Regions from separate parts of the Gossypium hirsutum genome. Here region 2 is linked to region 1. A link is a contact called in public Hi-C data. All regions are on one chromosome and are shown on one strand. Each heading gives the region's core, a stretch centred on a gene start, on an enhancer-like site or on the middle of the called end of the contact. The rest is flanking DNA. Distances are from core to core; before and after follow the strand shown. Region 1 has its middle 57 kb from the start of LOC107918156. Region 2 holds the start of LOC107918150.

What was found. Hi-C and Micro-C count contacts between places; a contact is called where the count stands out from the background.
Region 2: a contact with region 1 is called in a Hi-C map of leaf, with 2.4 times the contacts expected there. The contact joins the promoter of LOC107918150 here to the enhancer-like site in region 1. A contact is called at or near these places in 2 of 34 Hi-C or Micro-C datasets (both in leaf).

Annotation. Positions count from the first base shown.
Region 1 is chrA01:42,280,295-42,285,181 of Gossypium_hirsutum_v2.1, reverse strand. No RefSeq gene overlaps it. Among protein-coding and RNA genes, the nearest start is that of LOC107918156, 57 kb to the left of the region's middle. Within about 2 kb of position 2,346, at least 9 of the 9 cell types and tissues checked have an H3K27ac peak or open chromatin away from gene starts, as enhancers often do. A contact at or near this core is called in leaf, where this site is marked.
Region 2 is chrA01:42,689,953-42,694,839 of Gossypium_hirsutum_v2.1, reverse strand. It overlaps LOC107918150, which reads right to left and starts at 2,646. Exons shown (of 9, transcript XM_016847679.2): 1 at 2,422-2,646; 2 at 1,704-1,752; 3 at 1,550-1,612; 4 at 1,121-1,455; 5 at 331-543. The coding sequence starts at 1,740.

The sequences.
Region 1 (4,887 bases), core at 1,097-3,596:
ATAGTTACAAAGAAGTAATCAAATTAGGCTTAATTGCAAATTTACTCTCAATGTTTAACTATTTTTTCATTTTTGCTCTTATTCTTTTTTTTTTGGATCAATTGCACCCTATCGTTTCATTTTTGGATGGAAATATTGAAATCATCATTAATTGACTAATGGCCAATGTCAATAGCTGATGTGACATGACACATTTGATTAATTATTTATGTCCCATTTTTTATCTAATCTGAAAAAATCATTTAAAAAGTATAAAATTATTAAAAATAAAAAATTAAAAATAAAACAAATTCTAAAAATATTTTTTTCAAACTTTTAAAATTAATAAATAAATCTCTAAAAAATTTAAATCATAAAATAATAGAAAACTTATAAAAAATATAAATTATTAAAAATTTGTTTCACGTTTTTATCTTCTCCCCTTCCCCTTTTCTTTTTCTTGTTTCTCCATTTATCTTGGCCACGGGCAACATGCATCATCACCGCCAGAGCTCTGAACAACCCCTTCTAAAACCAAAATGAATCTCTCTTCATCATCTTTGTCGTCCAACGGTTTAGATTTCCCTAGAAAATGTCCAAAAATATCAAAAACATGAACAAAAGTTTGAAGCAAAAACTTTGATTTGTCGCTGTTCATCGTTAGATCGCCCTAAGATTGGAATATGTTACTCTCCTCAACCTCTTATGCACTCTCATCGTTTGGATCTTGCAGCAGATGCTCCGAGCCCGTAAAACTAGATAACCCGAAATGAATCTTTGCTTCTTTTTTTTAGTTTATACCTTGTGTGAGTTTATTGTTATTTTTGTATGGTTTCAGTTTCGGTATAGTTTAGAGAGTGATGTTTATGGAGGTTGTGAAAATAGTGATGAGTTGAGGGGGTGGTGGGCAATGGCTGGAGGTTTGATGATGGTGAAGATCAAATGGAGGGAGAAAGAGGGACGTATATAATGGTGGGATGATGGTGTAAAGTGGCGGGTATAAATTGATTTAAACGTTAAGTATTCACCAAATTGGAGAAAGTCATTCGAAAATTAAAAGTGAAAGCATATGTATAAGTAAAACTAAAAAATGAATTGGATAACTATGAAATTATTCGTTTTAGAGAGAAACATTGGAAATGGAGACGAAAAATTCTGCCAACGGTACTGATAGAAAATCTTGCACCGGTGGTGATTGAAATACTAAAAAAGTTAGATTCAAGGAAGTGATCAATGGAGAAATCAACAATATGGTTGTTGATTCTGACCAGCAGTCGATTATGTCTTTTAAAGACAAACTTTTGGGGGGATATGTTGCCTCCTCTGATAAAAATCTTGAAGGGAATTTTGAAAAGAATGAGAGTGAATTTGAATTAATGGATGGAGATGTTAATACGTCCATGGTTAATGGGATTTTGGCAATCATATTCTAGGATCGTGTCAAAGACATACTGTTCAAGGAGATGGAGTTGATAGTGATTCTCAAGCTGCTAGGGCGCAATATCGGATACAATGTGCTTCACAACTGTATACTTAATCTATGAAAACCTGCAAAAACTTTTCATCTAATGGATATCACTAATGGATATTTTTTGGTTAAGTTTCAGAATATTGACGATTATAACAAAGTCTTAGTTCAGGGCCCATGGATCATTTTTGGTCAATACCTTATGGTATAACCATAGACGAAATCTTTAATCCAGCATAACCTTATCCTAGCATGGTGATGGCCTAGATTCGATTGCAGGGTCTTCCGGGTTACCTATACAAAAGACAAATCATTGAAGCTAGTGGAGGGTTAATCAGAAAAGTAGTCAAGTTAGATTTACAAACTGATAATAGAACAAGAGGACGATTTGCCTATTTAGTTGTGTTCATCAATTTTGATAAACCACTAATCTCTCAGGTTTTGGTTGATGTCGCCGTGCAACGGGTTGAATACGAGGCTCTTCCAATGATTTGCTTCAGTTACAAAAAATATAAGTATGTAAATGAGTTGTGTCTATCGGTGAGGGTGAATCTGGCTTCAGGTAGCCCTGTGACTGCGGTGATAGCGTCTTCCGATGATGACATCAGTAAGGACGGTGAAGGGAAGAAAGTTGATTACGAGCCATGGATGTTGGTGGAGAGAAAGTCATGACGTGGTCAATAGGATTCTCGGACTAATAGGGTAACAAATTTGGGAAAGGGAACGTTGGGATCTAGGTTTGCGCCGTTGATTGCGGAAGATGTCTCAGGTGGCGTACTTAGGTGGTTTGTTGGGGATTTTTTGGAGGAGAAGGATGATGACCATGCAGCTGTGGATATGAGAAGTGTTGGTGCTAGGGTTAATTCTAAATGGGTTTTGGGTGAGGTTAATACTAAAGCGATTTTGGGTCAAGTTGTTGAAGTAGACCGTAGGGCTGAGGTAGGCTTTAGGCCTTTGGTTGGGCCTGTCTTGGGCTCAAGTTCCAACAGATCAGAAAATTTTAAAAACGAGTCAGATTGAGGGGGTCTTAGTTTTAAATCGCTGGGAAAAAGGCCTGTGGAGTCAGATGGGCTTCCTCAAAAAGATAATGACCTGATTAACAATTTTACCTTTTTTAATTCTAGTTCTCTTCTTTCGCTTGCAGGTCTAGCACAATTTAAAATGGGCGATGCACAGATTAATGGGTAATCGATGGAGAAGCGTGGTGGGCTAAGAAGGGAAATGACCTGTTGATTTAATTTCTAGTGGCCTGGATAACACATTAGTGAAGGGACAAAATTTTATTTTGGATAAAAAAGGCCTTGGTGGAATGTCTTCTAACGATTTTTCAGAATAGGAATATGTAGAAGTACATTCGGCTTCTTCAGAGAATGAGGGGAATAAATTGGTTCTCAATAACCCCATGTTCGAAGGCCCTTATGAAACTGTGGTTAAATTAGATAAGAACCTTTTAGACCCAAATCACTATTCGACTGTTATTTTCAATGAAAATAATGTGTCAAAATCACTCAAAGATAATAAGAAAAAGACTTTGGTTAATACTAATAAATCTTTTTCTATTTCCAGAAGGGGTGGTTCTGAGAATAAAGTTGGTAATAATCGCGGTGGACCTCCTCTTAATCGCACGTTTAAAGAAAATGAAGGAAAATTAAAAACGCTGGAATTTCTCGAATTCCTTTGACAGAAGTTATAAGCTCCATGGCTAATCTTATCAATTCGCAAGTTGGGCTTAGGGCAGATGAAACTAGTGGTAATGCTGATGGATAGATTGCTGGCCTTGGTTCTACATTTGTATAATATGGTGGTATTTTTAATTGGGTTACTTTTAAATTTTATTTTTAAAATGAATTTTACTATTTTCAGTTGGAATTGTCAAGGTTGTGCTAGTTTAAATTCCCTCGTTTTTGTTGGGAGTATAACAGAGAGCTTAGACCTGATTTAGTTGGCCTTTTAAAAATAAGAGTAAGTGGTGTTAAAGTTGATTCTGTTATTGCTAAACTCGATTTTGATTTTTTACACCGTGTGAAGGCTGTGGGTTTCTCTGGTGGAATTTGGATAGGATGGAAAGATACTATCTCTGTGGATATTTTGGGTAATCATTCCCAATTTATTTTACTTAAAATTTCTGGAAATTCTTATCGACAACCGGTTTTGGTTACTTTTGTGTCTGGTAGTCCTAATGGTCAGAAGCGAAAGTAGTTATGGAAAGCTTTGAAATATACCGTGCCGGTGGATGGGACTCGGTGGTTAGCGATTGGTGATTTTAACGCTATCATTGTTTCTTGTGAAAAAAAAAAGGTGGTCGGGTCATTGGGAAAAGATGTGCTCTCTTTAGTGAATTCATGGATTCCATGGGGCTGCATGATTTGAGGTTTAGTGGTCCAAACTTTACTTGGAGTAGAGGAGGAGTTTTTGAGAGACCGGATAGAGAAATCTGTAATAATGCTTGGAGCCTTAAGTTTCCTTTGTCAAAAGTCTTGCATTTACAAAAGCTTAAATCGGATCATATGCCCTTTAAATTATCTCTTTTACCTGATGTTGAGTCTTCCTCAAGGAGGCCTTTTCGTTTTTTGACCAGTTGGGTTGAGCATTCGAATTTTTTGAATTTTATTAAAAAAAATTAAAATTTTTGGGGGGATATGTCAAATACCCCATGCTACTTTCACTGATCAAGTGAAATTATGGAATAAGGAGGTTTATGGTCACATTACGCATTAGAAGAATATTTTGAAGAAAAAGTTGGATAACGTTCAAAAGGCGATTGATCGAAAAAGCTCTTTTTTTTAATCAAGTTGAATTTAAAATTCGAGAAGAGCTGGAGTCAGTATTACATCACGAGGAGCTTTTATGGAGACAGAAGGCTAGGTGTGACTGGTTAGTTTTTTGGGACCGGAATACAAGATTCTTTCATAGGCGAACTTTACAGAGAATGAAGCATAATCATATTGTTGCCCTTAAAAATCAAGTGGGGGAATGGGTTATAAATGAGGAAGATTTAAAGCAGGAAGCAGTCAATTTTTATAAGAATCTTTATAGAGAGCAATCAAGAAAAACGGGCAGTCTTGGGTGTGGTGCCTTCCCGTCTCTCGAGTAGGAAGAGATCTAATTCCTTAGCATGCTTATAACTGACGAGGAGATTAAGAAGGCCTTTTTTGATATGGCACCTTTAAAAGCTCCAGGTAGTGATGGTCTTCATGCTATTTTCTATCAGAGGCAGTGGAAACTTGTTGGTCCTTCTATTTGTGAGTGGGTTAAATGGGTTTTCTCTAGTGATAACATTGATTTAGACCTTAATAATTCACTTATTGTCCTTATACCTGAAGTACAACATCTGGAATGTTTCTCGCAGTTTCGCCCTATGAATCTTTGTTCAGTTTTTTACAAGCTTGTGATGAAGGTTATTGCTAATAGATTTAAAGTGGTTTTTCCAAAGATCATTG
Region 2 (4,887 bases), core at 1,397-3,896, 410 kb before region 1:
TGTTTGTAGGAAGAATTCAAACAAATAAATCAACATTGAGGCCATGACAGATCCCACATCTACCACCCAGTTAGAAAAGACAGAGACAGAGACAAATGTGAAACATTCAAAGAGACACAAAGGAAGATGCAAAGTAGGAAGATATGGCAAGTTGTCATATTAATATAACAATTACCCTTAATACAGCCCTTAGTGACTGTACTGCAATAATATACCTGCAATGACAGCCCAAAATTTGGATTTCTCTACTTGTATTTATATGTAGAGTAGATGAATATTTGGTCATGGACATGTTAAAGCACAAAAGGATAAAGCTTCATCTAACTTAACTGTTTCTGAACTATTTGCCTTCTTCACTTCAAGCTCCATAGATGGATTTGATGAAGTAAAATTTTCTTTGGGAGTAACATTGGGTCCATTGTTTTCCTCCTTTGCAATGAAACATGAATCTGATGAGTTCAATTTTTGGTTCTTATGCAGGGCAGCGGACTGCTCTAGAGAACCAGACCTTGAATCTGGGACAACATCCTGAGATTGCTCATTCTTGAAAGGAAAATTGTCTTAGTTCATGAAATAATGCATAAAATAAGCAAATATAAGAAGGAAAACTTAATAAACAAATGCTAGGAAGGTACACGAATTACAAAAACAAAACCAATATGCCAACAGCTAGAGGAGTTGACCATGCTTATCAAGTTCTACATGCAAAAGCGCTCCAAATAAATAAAACACTAATCAATATTCCACCTCTATTTCAGTCAATTTATGGCTCTCCATTCTCTTTCCATCCAGAATGACAAAGCCTAGAAGAAAAATCTAACATCACTACAACTTTGTGACATCCAGACAGTACTAAACGTCTAAACCTAAACTCAGAACAACCACAACAAAATGCATGTACCAGAAATAAATTGAAGCATCCCATCAAGCTAATGTAAAACCGAGAGACAAAAACCATATATAGTACACAAATTTGGTTGAAATTGCAGAGTTAAGAGACACAATTTGTAAAACTCAACGTGAGGTCACATGCTTCTTGTATTATCCCTTTAAATTTCTGGGTTGAATAAAATTCATGTCAGGTTAGTAAAAGAGTATGAAAAATATTCAAAAGTCAAACCTGCTCATGTTTCTCATTGTAGAAACTTTTGAGCAGAGCCTTCATTATTTCATGCAACTTCTCAACAGGTTCAGTATGCATCAATAAATAAACCTCAATGTCATTCTCATCCTTGTTCCTCAACTTCCTTATTGAGATATCAAGGCAGTTGATCTTAGCTCTCAAAGCACTACAGCAAATGTCATGCCATTCTTCATGTTCAGCCCAGACCAATTCACTTTGGAGCAACACCAAATCTTTTTCAAGTTCATCGATTTCAGTATCTGCTTTTGCAATCAATATCCTCAACACTTGAATACAAGATTTCTCATTCAAGGCATTTTCTTCAATCATATCTGTAGAAAAAGAACACATTGCATAACTATGGTAATTAAAAAAGACAAGAAAATATCCACCAGAAGTACAAATAAAATAGGACCATTATTATACCGATGCCATAACCAAAGTAAAAGTCATACGGCCATTCTGGTTGTATGAAAGGGCTGTTTTCTTCTGCAGATTACAGACAGTTAGTCAAACCACACAAAAAAAAATGATCAAAATAAGACTGCATGCATGTGCTAATTTGAGAAAAATAAAGCACCTTCAGTGAATGATGTCCCCCAGAGGTCGAAAGCCATAAATGATAGGTCCTGCAATACAAACAATGCGACATTATGATTCTTGCAAAACACAAGAAAGCACAATAATGATTCATTACACTATAAAAATTAAAGGGTCATTACAACTATTAATTATCCTTATTAGAAGTATCCTTTATCAATTACGGCGGTCAAGGAGCCTTTACCAGGTCCTGAAATTGTCACCAACAAATTCAAGATTCATTTTCTGGTAACAATCACGATAATCCAACATGAAAAAAAAAGAACAAGGTTAAAACCAACGCAAAGTAAACATGATTAAAAGGTATCATCAAGAACGTTAACATAACAAATTTATCCATATATACATTAACATATAACTTATAATAAACAACACGAAATCATTAACTAATAGTAAAACTTGAAAAAAGGAACTCAGTTTTAACGGCCAAAACTAGCTCGTAATCAAGCACTTACACGTAAACTGTGTTCATTCAAATAGATAAATTAACGACTAAGAAACATCAACACTCAAATTAAAACCACTTCCTTTTTTTCCCATTTTCATCAAACAAAAAAAATTTGAAAAAGAAATTCAAGGCTGAAACAACACTAGAATACTAAATGCCATACAAAACAAAGAATCGACCAAAAGTAGAAAAAGAAAACAGAAACGTAGCATTTTTTTTTCCTTCTATTTTCTCGAAGGCCAAACCGTACCTCGGCTCAAACAACGAATCAAATGAGGAGATCCCTACAATGGATAACCGGCCATTTTATATAATTTCGAGATCTCAAAAACAAAAACAAATTATATAGAGAGAAAGGGAAGCACTTGTAGTGAGAGAGTGAGCTTAGTGAGCAAAACGTTTTTTTTTTTCTGAGTGCGCGTGTTAGTGAAGGAGAAAAATACTGAGAGTGAAAGCGACGAACGTTTTTCATTTTTTTTTTTTCGGCTGATTCCCGGGGGGACTAACATGGAAATATGGCATTTTTAAGGGTAAAATTGGAATATAAAATACAAGTGGCAATGAAACGCCATCTGTGTCAGGTCACTCGTAGGACACGTAAGAAGTTTTGGGCCCACCCAAGAGATTCCCCCTCTCACCAATTTAGCCCTATTTGGCACAATTGGCTGCCTGTGGACCGTCGATCCGTTGACTTTCATGAAAGCTCATCGACGGTAAAGAAACGCATCGATTTCCGTGGGGTCCACACGCTTTTACATTTACGCTGCTCAGATACTGCCGTTCCTACGCTGTAACCGTCATTTTCCTTTTTTTTTTTTAATCTTTGTCTTTTTAGCCGTCTTTCTGGTTATTGCAAAATAGACCGATGCGATTTTGCGTTGAAAAATTTTGACTCCGTAAATTTGTTTTAAAATTTAACCTATGCTAAAAGTTTATATGCTTTTTTGGAATTTAAAATTACATACATCATTGAAAAATATATAAACAAAAACAAAATTTTCAACATTTTGGATAATTTTAATTTAATCCAATACTTTAATAAAAAATTATTAATTATTTATCATTTACACTGACTTTGGTGTTTCTTTATTATAGGAAAGTTACTTTACAACATTTGATATGAATCCCGTAAAAGTTGTATTAACTTATTTTGCTACACTCAACACTAATGTAATAATACATTACAAAAATTACCCTTATTAAATAAAAGATAGTATTTATGTATTTTAACATTTTCAATCATTTTTATTATTAACAAATATTTGAATTAATCCAAAAAATATAATTTACTCACGTTTTGGTCGAATGTGTTACATGAATACATTTAAAAATTAACTTGTATATTAATTTAAGATTGTGAATATGTAAAATTTGTAATGTGTTCCTACTCACATTATAAGTATAAATTCAAGTGTATTCATATATTGCGTATATGGCTTCAAATTATTACTTGGTAGATTTAGAAAATGAAAAGAAAAAAAACAAAACTTTTGAAAAATACATAATTTTAAACTAACATACGTATCTCATTCATTTTTTTCTCTTCCCATTATTTCAAATTGGAATATTAGTTTTTATACATTAAAATAGAAAATTATCATCTCTTTTATTTTTTTTTCTCTCGCTTTTTTTCCCTACCAAACACATTTAAAATTTATTTTCATTTCACTTTTCTACTCACTCCTTTCATTTATTCACTTTTCCACCTAATCAAGCATATCCTTAATGTTGAAAAGATTAATGATAATAGAATTATTTTAACGAAAAAGTGTGGAATTGAAAAAGTTTTAAGCACACTTAACAACCCATAATAAAAAAATAATTGAATTATTTCAACGAAAAAGTGTGAAAAATGATAAATAGATAATAAGCTATTTATCACTTAATGTAGAATTTCTTTTTTCACTCTATTTTATTTTATTTTATTTCTTTTAACATTACCCTTTAACTTTAAATTTTTAAAATTTACATTCATCAAGCATACTAATTATATTCCATACTTAATTTTGAGTAATTTATCAAACAAATCTTATAACTTAATTTAATACTTAATTTTTCATTAATTTTTTAGTTTATCAGACAACACCTAAATTCAATTTTTTTTAAAAATTATGTTTAAATAAATTATCTCTTAGTCTTTACACTTTAATTTTGAGACATTGAATCTTTATATTTTTCAATTTAAAAATCTCAATCCTCCGTTCAATTTGGCCGTTGCATTGTTGACATGTCAATTATAAAACAGGTAATATTACTTAGTTAACTCTTAACATTTATAGTTTTAATCAATTTAGTTATTACTCTTTAAAAACACAAAAATTCTGATAAAAAAAGTTTTAAAAAGTTTCATGTTTAAAAAAACCTAAAATTTATTTCTTTTAAAATTTTCCAAAAAAAAAACTCTTTAAAAATCAAACATGAGAAATCATTTTAAAAAATAAAATTTATTAAGATATAAGAAAGCCATTAAAAAAAGTGTTATTTACTCATTGAATGGTAATAAAGTCTCTCCAAATTTTGAGATATTTATTCCATCCATGTTAAATCATATTTGAACAGGTAATTTTAATTCAATTCAAATAAATTATATATAAAAATATTTATATTTAAATTTAATTATAAAATATTAGTGTAAAAATAAACTTCAAATCCGTATATATTAAATTTAAGCATACCAATTTTTTTTTTCAAAATACACTATAAAATTTTTGAATAG